2 separate regions of the Zea mays genome follow, and region 2 is linked to region 1. Evidence: chromatin contacts called from public Hi-C data. All regions are on one chromosome and are shown on one strand. The core of a region is the stretch at or near the end of the contact, and the rest is flanking DNA. Distances in the headings are between cores, read along the strand shown.

What was found. Hi-C and Micro-C count contacts between places; a contact is called where the count stands out from the background.
Region 2: a Hi-C map of endosperm shows a contact between it and region 1, with 4 times the contacts expected there. The contact joins the promoter of LOC100284306 here to the promoter of LOC100279908 in region 1. A contact is called at or near these places in 5 of 25 Hi-C or Micro-C datasets (bundle sheath, ear, endosperm and 1 more).

What each region holds. Positions count from the first base shown.
Region 1 is chr7:125,437,005-125,442,512 of Zm-B73-REFERENCE-NAM-5.0, reverse strand. LOC100279908 reads left to right here and starts at 3,452. Exons shown (of 16, transcript NM_001358052.1): 1 at 3,452-4,332; 2 at 4,418-4,670; 3 at 4,757-4,948; 4 at 5,480-5,508. The coding sequence starts at 4,506.
Region 2 is chr7:125,574,466-125,579,973 of Zm-B73-REFERENCE-NAM-5.0, reverse strand. It overlaps LOC100284306 (Ethylene response factor), which reads right to left and starts at 2,715. Exons shown (of 3, transcript NM_001157201.2): 1 at 2,220-2,715; 2 at 229-1,190; 3 at 1-101. The coding sequence starts at 2,535. The coding sequence ends at 250.

The DNA.
Region 1 (5,508 bases), core at 2,203-4,702:
ATGACGCTTGGGTCCCTCTCGCTCATATACGTCATCCCAACTGACTTAAAGGAGCATGACCAGAGAGCTCAGACGACGAGAGTGAATACCGACTAACGAATTTCTACCGAGGGTAGAACGCCTCATTGTACCACGACACAACAATTCTTTCCACGAGAGACCATTTGTAACTGGTACCCTCTAGTCTATAAAAGGAGGAGGGTCGGCCCAACCCAAAAGGGAGAACGCAGAGCAACGATACTCGACGACTGAGCCAGATAGTCGATAGGTAGTCCCTTAGAACCAATATCACATAGAAACTTGGGATCCTTCCCTCTCTCGCCCGCTTGTAATCCCTATTACGAGTAATCAACAACAAGGTGCCGGTAGCGCGAGCCACCGAAGATTGGAAGTAGGGATGTTCTGCCTGAACCAGTATAAATCTTGCGTCCACTGAATACACCATCCAGATCTAGAACACGCATACACAAATTCACTTGTCGGTGTTGGTTTGAAACTTCGACACCTCTCTATCAAACCGTTTATCTTATTCTTTATTTCAAACTATACTCTATATGGCCATCTCTAGCAGAGCGTGTATATGGATGTGTAAAATACTATTTTGTATTAGCACTATATATCATATTGTTCATAGAGTGAAGTTTAAACTATAAAGTGAGATAGAAGGTGAGACAAGGAGTTAGCAGATCCCCTACCTCACCCCCTATCTCATCCCACATTTCAATCTCCACTTTGTAAATAGTGCCATCTATAGTTCTGTGCCCATAGTTTCCACGATCCACCGAAGACAGCAAACAAAGCGTGTGTGTGGGCGTGTAAAACACTGTTTGCAATGTATATTGCACTATTTATAGACTAAAATTTGAAATAGAGAGTAAGATAGGGATAGGATAGGGAGGCTGCTAGACAGTGGCGGAGGACGGAGCAAAATCAAGATGTTGCTAATACAACACAACACAAATTTTGCTAGTTGACTTTGGTTGTACTACAAAAATTTGCTAGTTGAATTATTCTTAAAGAATAATGGGAACCGTGACACCCTTTGTTGGTGACTACTCATTCAAGCCAGACAACAAATTGTTCCTTGGGCTGATTACCACCGACATTGGACATCTCAACGAGGAAGGAGACGATTAATCATCAAACATATTGAAGCCAAGTTTACGAACTCCAGCATCCTCATATGGCACCCCTACACCACCGGACAAGCGGGCACCATTATAGATGGCTAAATGGACCATGCCTGGTGGGCTGGCCCGAGGCACGACCCATTTAATAGTGTTCAAGCATGACCCGACACATAGAAAATGGGCCTATGTTGGCTCGTCACGAGAGCCGTGCCGTGCTTGGCCCGCATCCTCGGCACACAGTGTCGGACCGGCCCGACCCGATTATATTTTTTATTTTAGAATTATTGCTATACATATATATACGAAACCTATCTTCAATATGACACCGATCAACAAGGGCCGTACTGGCTAGCACAGCACACCTTGTGGTCATAGCTGGGCGGGGCACGGTTTGAGGCCCCCTCCATGTCCCTTTTTACCTATTTACACCATTTATTCAATAGGTACGTAGTGTAAACGGGCCGACCCGACATGGTTAGTGGGTTGTTGTGTCATGCTTGAGCCGCGGCTTTGGCACGGGCTGGCTCGACACGACCTAATTACCTAACTATGAGCTCGAAGGTATATCCCGACGATGCGACAGCGGGGTTCGCCGTCAGCGTGCAGAGGTCCACCAGCGGGTTGGTCGTGAACGACGACAGCGGGAGGGGAATCATAGGGCAGAGGGAGGCACCGCGGGAATCACCGATACCCACCACACGGCTACTGCTGCTACGTGCGTTTTAAGGACATCCCAATTCATGTTTATTGGGAGATATATTTTTAGGATATGTTGGAGATGCTCTAAGGGGCACCAGTGGGCGACGACCATGAGGCACATGTAGGCGTCACCGCCGCGGGCATGAAGCATCAGCTACAAGTCACCAGCGAGCACCAGCAAGGTCATGAACTCACGATTAGGGCTAGGGCTTGGTGGGCAATGACGCCCCACGGTCACAGGCACTAGCGAGCAGTAGGGCGTACTGGCTAGCAGAGCACGCCTTGTGTTCGTAGCTGGGTGGACACGGTTCAAGCCCCTCCATATCCTTTTTTTACCTATTTACACCATTTATTCAATAGGTACACAATGCAAATGACCCGGCTCGACATAGTTAGTGGGCTACCGTGTCGTGCTTGCCCCGTGGCTTTGGCACGTGGGCCGGCTCGGCACGACCCGATTACCTAACCGTGCTAGGGCGTGTTGGGCCACGCCGCCCGTTTGGCCAACTATAGGCACCGGCGCAGCCGCGTATGGCGAAGGAGCCTTTGGCCACCTAATGGTTGGGTGGTTATAGCCAACTGGTACCGTCCGATCGGTGTCCGGACTTCGACGGACACAGTTGTAAGGGGCATCGATGGGCGATGGGGCATGAGGTACATGTAGGCGTCGCGGGGCGCGGGTATGAAGCACCAGCTACGAGTCACCAGCGAGCACCGGCAAGGTCGCGACCTCGCGATTAGGGCTAGGTGGGCAATGACAGCCGATCATAGGCACCAGCGAGTAGTGGCGAAGGACACAGTTGGAGGAGTGCATCTACGCCTGCGCGGACGGGGGTTGGGTGGGTGGGTGGGAGGTGAGAGGAGTATGTTGTTTGCGTTGCGCTAGGGATAGGATATATATTGGCCAAACAATACCGGGCCATATAAGGGTGGACACATTTTTTTTACCATAAATCGAAAATCGAACCGAAATTTCGGTATTTTCAGTAGTTTGGTTCGTTTTCGGTATCGTAATCGATTTTCACCGTATACCGAACCGAAATACCAAACTTTATCATTTCTAAAATTTGACCATTCGATTATGTGAACTAAATGTGTGATGCAATGAAATTGTTATTCACTTATTTTTATGTGATGTATGATGTATCTTTAAATATTTGTACATATATAATTTTTATTTTTTAAAGTTATATGTAATCTATCATATAAACTTATTTTATGTGTTGTGTTGAGTATTAGTTTAGTATTCAGTTTTTACTGAAAAACCGAAACCAAACTCCTCGATTTTTCATTTTCTATAAAATCGATCAGTTTCTGATGTCTCGAGAACCGAAGTGTTTTAAAATAAAAAACCGAAACAAAGTTCTAAAAAAACCAGATGCCTTAGGACCATATTAGTCCCTCCCTCCCTGCTGATAGAGATAGTAAACAAATTATTTTGCACATCCATTATCCATGTAGCCGCCGCGACCGCGAGCTGCGGTACCCGATGCACGCATCCGAATTCCGACGCACAACAACTCTGGCACCCTGCAGTCTCGAACCGCGCCAGCGCCAAGCCGGATCCCCGATCACAACCCCTACACCACACCACAAGTCCACAGGCCACACCGAATCGATCTGCACCAACACCAACCGAACACATACATGCACACCAAAAGCAGTCGCAGCATCCGATATTCCGATCCCGGCAAAAACAATTCTCCCAGAAAGAGATTATTTCGCCCCCTCACCAATCCTGCTCCCGAAATTCCTAATCTTTTAATCCGCGTTTTTCCTCCGTCCGTCCCCCGGCTTGCAGCAGTAATGAAGCGGAGGAGGAAAAGGAGAAAACGAAAAAGCGCAGGGAAAACAACACACCAGCACCCGCAGAGAGCAGGCACACATCAACTCATCAAGCTGAGCGATGCGTGTGATTGCGAGCATGTGAGCAGGCAGGCGGGCAGGGCGAAAATCCGAGGAGGAAAAGTCCGCGAGAATCTCCGGACTGGCCTCCCCACACATCGTCAAAAATCCAATCTTGACGCCTCCCTGGTCGAGCCGAGACTGTTCCAAAGTTTCTGCCTCTGTGATGCGTGCGGGATTGTTGCCAGTTGGTTGGTTGCCGCTGCTAATGAGGCCCGCCCGCCCGATCCCCGTGGTCGCCGTCTCCGGTTAATCCCGCTTCAGTTCTTGTACCGGTTCTTGGAGAGAGATTTTTTTCCGCCTCTCCCCCCCTGTGGATTGCGCCGTGTGTGTTTGTCTGGATCGTGATGGGGGCGTGGGCCGATTCGCCACCACCACAAGCACGACTCCTCTTTTTTATTGCCTCCGCACTGGGATTTGCTTTCGCGTTGTTGCAGTAGCTATTTCCGCGAATCGTCTTCTAGGGCTCCGTGTGTTCTCGCGCACTTTACCCTCTGTTTTCCCCATTCACCCGCACCGAATCCACCCCCTTCCCGGTCGCGTCCGGCCGTCGATTGAGGCCGTGCCGCCGCCGATTACGCCGCAAAATCGCGTCTTGGTAAGGCCGCCCGCTCATATTCGTGGGTTTCGCTGCGGATTTGGTCGGATTTTGGGGGATTCCTGATCCAGTTTTTGTGTCGCAGGGTTTGGTGCATGAAGAAGTGGGGTTGATTTCGAGGGGAGGTTTTTCTCCTGCTTGGCTGCCGTCGGGAAGGCTCCGGCCGGCCAGTCATGTCTCAAATCCAAAGCTTCTCGAGGAACAACTGTGCGCTCCTCGCGGTGCTGTGTGGGAAGTATGCTGAGAACCGCACACCAGCAGCGAGGTCTGGGCTGGAGGCGAAGCGGCCGCGGCCGGCTTACCCGTTCCCGGAGCTCAGCTCGGCTGGGCGATTGGAGGTCAACTGTGTGCTCCTTGCTTGAGTGCGTTCATTGCTGTTTCTCGCCTTTCTTTGTTAGCTGAATGAAGGGGCTTCTGAATGCAGGTCCACACCCTGTTCAATCCTACACCAGAGCAGTTCCTCGAGGCGCAGCGGGTGGTGCAACCTAACTTCTTGTACATCCAGGGCCAGCAGCTCGAGGATGAGAAGGAGATTGGCTCACTTGTATGGGGGGACGCCGATGTCTCTGATCCGCAGGCATTTAGCACTCTTATCAGCCCACCATTCCCAACAATAGTAAGCTCTACTATAGTGTGTGTAAATGGCTAAATGCTGTATTACTTGTTAGTCAATATGCTAGCTTGCAGTGCATTTAGCTGCTAATTAAACCACAAATACCAGGATGTGATATCAGCATCAGTTTCTAGCTGCATCACGATATGAACATTGGGATTACTTGTACAACAACATATGATGTTTTGTTAAATTCTATTGTATGAACCTGAAGTCTCTATGCTAGTGTGTTTGTTTAGTGATTGTCTCGTCTTATATGTTACAAATGAAGCAACTACTTGAATAGGTTAAGTACTAGCGCTGAATCCAGTTCTGAATAGCTCAATACAAAAAAGAGTACCTGACTGTCCCATGTATCCTATCTTATACATAAAATGTTCTGTTTAGATCATGTAAATTTATACGGAAAGCAATGTTCCTACAAAAGAGTTTTGCTTCATTTAGGAATGCATATGGAATATCTTGACTGTACTGCCACATGGGTCCAACTCTTTAACACTTTTACAATTGCCGATAACCATACTCTGAATACAGGTATATCTGGAAGTTCCTATTGGTGAAAA
Region 2 (5,508 bases), core at 1,466-3,965, 140 kb before region 1:
AGCATATATATACTAGATATAGGAGAGACAAAACGATAGCGGATGGCGGATGCAACTGCCTCTCGCCCTCTCGTCTCGTCTCCAGCTAGCAGCGCCAACACCTGGCACGAAAACAAAAAAAAACGAGCATGGATGAGACAGACACTCCATCTCCATTCACGGCCGGCGGCAGACGTGTGTAGCCTGTAGGGGATAACAAGATATAGCAAGTATATATGGATGCCTTACATTTTTTTTTTCTTGCGGTTCTCAATAAGCACCAGCTGCTGCCAGCATGAGCAGCTCGTCGAGGCTCCAGATATCCCCGGCGCTCGCCCCATCCTGTGGAGCTGGAGCATCATCAGCCTGCTGCAGAAGACCGAGGTTGCCCACCGACGCGTTGCTGCTCCCGACGTAATAAGGAGGCAACGCCTGGTAGTGGTGGTAGCTCACTTTATCAAGGCCAAAGCCAGGCATGGCCGCGTCATGTGCGAGGCTGGGCGGCGCGCCGCCGTAGCTGCTCCTCATTCTCTTCGGCGCTCCGCCTTGCGTGTAAGACGCCGCCGGCAGCACGGCGTTATCGGGAGCGAAGACCGAGGAGGTGTAGTCCGAGGTCATGGCGGCGGCCGCCGCGTCGTCGTCCCACGACCACGACCCCACCAAGTCGGAGGAGCCGGAGCCGTAGGAGTTGCTGCGCTGGTCGTCGGAGACGGAGAGCATAGTGTTGGTCGCGGACGACCTCCTCTTATTACCGGGCACCACCGCCACCGCAGGCGCAGGGACGAGGAAGCTGCCACTGCCACTGCCACCCTCGGCGGCGGCTGGCTTCGCTGCAGGAACCTTCTTCTTATTGTCACCGAACGCAAACATCGCAAACAGATCATCGTTGTTGTTGTTGTCGTCGTTCTTCAGGTTGTTAAAGATCTCATCGGTCGTTGGCCTGTGACGAGTGCCTGTCGCGTCATCGGGAAAATTCACCTTCGCTTTCTTGCCGCGGATCTTGCGAGCTTCGGCGTCGTATGCCCTAGCTGCCTCCTCGGCGGTGTTGTAGGTTCCGAGCCAGACGCGGACGCCCTTGTTAGGGTCCCTGATCTCAGCTGCCCATTTGCCCCAAGGCCGCTGCCTGATTCCCCTGTACTGGTTCTTCCGGCCGCGCTTTTTTACTGCTCTATCTCCTTGGACATCCTTTGGAGGAGGAGTCATCACGCCATCTATAATAAAAAGACTGTCGTCTATCAGTCAGTCCGTCTCAACAAAACGTATCTAGCATGAATTGTTTGTTTGTTTGTAATCAACGAATAGCTACTCTACTTGTTTGTAGGGTAGTTTGTTCGGGTTGCTGAATTGGAGAAAAAGTAGCAAACAACAAAGAGGCTGAAGCATAAATAATGTCATTCTCTCAGGAAAAAAAGAAGAAGAGTCAGCTATGAAGATCCATCAAGATCTTCAAATACTACAGGTTAGAATACCCTTTTGGCCTCCTTACCTACTTAATTAATCAAGTTCAGAATCATGATCGTGTAAATTAGAAGCGCTTAAATTCTTATCTAACCCGGATCTAAACAAATAAAGTTGACAGATAATAAAGAAGCTTCGACCTGAAGGATCTATATAAGGAGATAACAGTTAGCAAGGGAAAAATTCCAGAAATTATTCTCAACTTAACTAAACATCATATTCGGAATAAGATGGCCAATTCCAACACAACTAAACTCAACACGCCCTAACATAAATAAGTACTTATTTTCATAATCGCTCAATAGATCATTTGTGCTAATCGTATAATATATATATACAAAAAAAATTCAACAAATCCGCCTTGCTTAAATCCCGAGCTAACACAATGATCTAGGCATAACACAGAGCAAAGCACATGGACTACATTAAGAACTAGTATAGTAAATAATTTCACAGTTCGTAGCATATATCACTCCATACTGAGAAGCTAGCGGATTGCATACAAAATACCAAGGCTGAAAAGGCTAAGCCAGAGAATTGAACAGCCTTGCCCACTCCATGGCTAAAGGCTAACCAGAGAAATGAAGACAAAATTTCCCTGCTTGGCTGCACCGCAAAGGAACCTCGGCTATCTCATCAACAACCAAAGGAGATTCGAGAAACAGCGCCGCAAAAGAGGCATCTTTCTTTCGCCCGTCCAAGAAGTGTGTGTGTGCGATTGTGCGCGCGCGCGATATACATATAAGGAGAAAACGAAGTAGCGACTTTAATGCGGTGCTCACCAACTGCCGCCTTGGCCGCGGTGGCGAAGGCAAACCTCGTCGGCTCCGGCGGAGGAAGCTCCTGGACCTCGGGGTCGCCGCCTTCGCCGGCGCTGTCCACGTCATCCTCGCCGAGGCCGCGCTCGAACTCGCGGAAGTCGGCCTCGAAGTCCTCCTCCTTGTCCTGGGGAGCTCCCTTACTGCCGGGCCCCGGCCATAGCAGGTCCGCAGTCACACGGCACCGCTGCTGCTGCTGCTGCTGCTTCTTGGCCGCCGCCGCCGCCGCCGCCACCCCGGACGGCGGGATGAAACCCGAGAGGATGGCGCCGCCGCACATCGCCGCAGCGGGGTGGTGGTGGATGGATGGATGGATGGATTATTGGTTGGGCGGACCGGGAGTGTAGGGCACGAGCGGCACAGTGACGAGCTGGGAAAAGGAGGCCACGCAAGATCTTCGCGGTTGCGGTGCGGCTCGGCTTTGCCTGGTCCGCTAGTTCCTCTGGTGAGCGAGGGAGTGGGGGTGGGACTTGGGAGGCGGAGTTGGGGAGATGGTAGCTAGCCGTGGCCGTGCTACTTAAATAATCGGAAGCGACGCTGACGCACTACTGGACAGAGACGCCAAAGGAGATAGCTGCGGTGGGGCCCGCGCCACTCTCCTCCTGCCGCCTCGCGTGTGTGCTGTTGCTGCTGCGGCCCCGGCTCGCTTCGGCGCAGTCATCTTTTTTTCCTCGCCACCATGGTTAGGTCCAACCATATCTCCTCTTTTACCGAAGCAAAATCCCATTATATAGTTATTTATTAAAGAGAGGAAAAAGAGTACGACCCCCACCACCACCACACACACGTGACAGTTGCGATCAAAACATGATTACCATGGTGATATATTTTTAGACGCAAAAAAATAAAATTTGTTTAAATATGTCTAGAATTTTATTCTTATAATAAAATATCAAAAGTACTTTAATAAAATGTTATTTTATATTAAGTATTATTTGGAAACGGAGGTTGGCTAGCAGGTACACTTGCTTTAATGTATTCCAACCAGAGCCTATTGCATGCTATCAAAACAAAACATAGTGGTGCTAAAATAAAAGTTACACTTTCTCTGTCCCAAATTAAAATTCGTATTAGTTTTTTAATGGATTTATACATCATTTGGTGTAGGTGTCTTATACATATATTTAAATTCATCACCACCCAGAATATAAACATAAAAACCAAGAGCTAAAATAGATACTAATTTGGTTCGGAGGGGAGTATAAAAAATGACTATGTTTAATATAATGCTTGTACATTGTGATGTCACACTAATTATATTTGATGATATAGTAATTATTGTACGACACGTGAGAGTCAAGTGGTAAGCCAGTGTGATAGACACTCCCTACAAAAAATTAAAATTAAAGTGCACCCTCTCAAAAAAATGGACATATGACCCACATACCAAAATATTAAACTGTAAATATTGCTTTATCTTAGACAAAAGGCCGAAAAATATATGGGTTGAAAAAGGAGACTTGTCCCTTTTTTATATCTAACTCGGCCGCTATTCTCCTTCAGCTAGCGAGGTGTATCTTCGTGTTGTGTTGGGCTTGGTGTTTTTTCACGATCCATCTAGGAGGTAACGTCCACGTTATGACGATGCACAATTACGATGGACCGCACGTTATATTAGAAAGAAGTGCAAGGACTTTTTTGCAAAAGGAATGACGGTGGAAACTAAAAAACTGGTGCTTTTAAAGGAGTACCGAAAGGCAAAGAAATATGGGTTGAAAAGGAGATTTGTCCCCTTTTTATATGTAACTCGTTTGCTCGTCCTTCTTCAGCTAGCGGGGTGGTACTATACAGGAGCATTGCATTGCATATGGCTTCGCGTCGTGTCGGGATTGAGTGTTTTCTCACGGCTTATCTGGGAGGTAACAACTCATGTCATTTGACAACACACGACAACGGTGGACCGCGGATTAGATTAGAAAGAAGTATAAGAGCTTTTTTGAAAGAAACAATGATGAAAATCAAGAAAATTGGTGTTTTATAGGAGTAGAGATTACTCCACGGAATTATAATATAATTACTTCTCGGTAAAAATATGCTCGACGAGATTTCTTTTAAAGTTCGGTCTAGAAGCTATTTTAGAAGCTCGGTAAGATGCGTTCTAAGGCTATCTCCAACAACTATTCTATCAGACTGTCTCCGGGTAGTATAAAATAGGGGACACGAACTATAGATGACACTGCTTGACATGTTTGCAGAGTGAAGTATGAAATAGGGGAAAAGATAGGGGATCTACTGGAGATAACCTCACATCACTTATCTCATCATGCCGATATTTTGAATCTCCGCTCCGACAAGTAAATTTCTATGTGCGTATTGTGGGATCTGGACGGCGTGCTCGGTGGGCGTAAGGTTTATACAGGTTTGGGCAGAACGTCCCTACATCCAGTCTTTTGTGGCTCATGCTATCGACACCTCTTTTGCTTGATGCTCTAGTAGGGTTACAAGTGGGCGAAAGATGGAGGAAAGGCTCCCAAGTCTCTTATGAGAGAGTGGGCGTAAAAGACTACACAACTGGAGTCCTATGCTAAACCTTGGCTCTAGCCTCCAGGTCTTCAGGTCTCTTCGGGCATGTGTCTTCTGTCTTTCATCTTCTTCTGTTTCGATTTTCATGGCCGACCTCCTCCTTTTATAGGCCAACGCGGGGGTCGGCGGTCGATGACCCCTTTGAGAAGGAGCCACTATTCCGTGGTAAAACTGAGTGCCTTTACCGTGTCATAGCCGCTTGTCCATATGCGCCTTATCGTCTTTGTCTACGCTCATTATGACAGGTGGCATGGGCCTTGACATCATCATTACTATCTCTACGCTACGCCGACCCTTGGCCTTTGCAGCCAGGGTTTTGGCGTGGCTCATCACGTTACGGGTCATGTGGACGGTTCGTGCTCTCAGGCCTAGGCTCATTAGGTCACGAGTGCTCCACGGACCGAGAGGCTCGTAGGTCATGAGTGCGCCGCTGAACATAGGGTTGCGCAAGTCATGAATGCACTGTAAGCCGAGGGGCTGCACAGGTCATGAGTGGGGGCGAGCCGGCTCTTTACTACGACCTGGTGTCAGGCGTACTTAATGCGGCTAGCTACTTATAGCGGGTCGGTCTTGTGCTAGGCGAGGAACTCACTCGAGTGGTTTCCTTTCAATTTGCCCCTCCCTCTGCTGCTCCGCCACACCCGACTTCGGGCTCCATACCTTGAGGTTTATTCGGGTGTGAGTGCTTTCTAGGTAGACGATTTCCTTGCCTCCTCACTAACGGGTGATC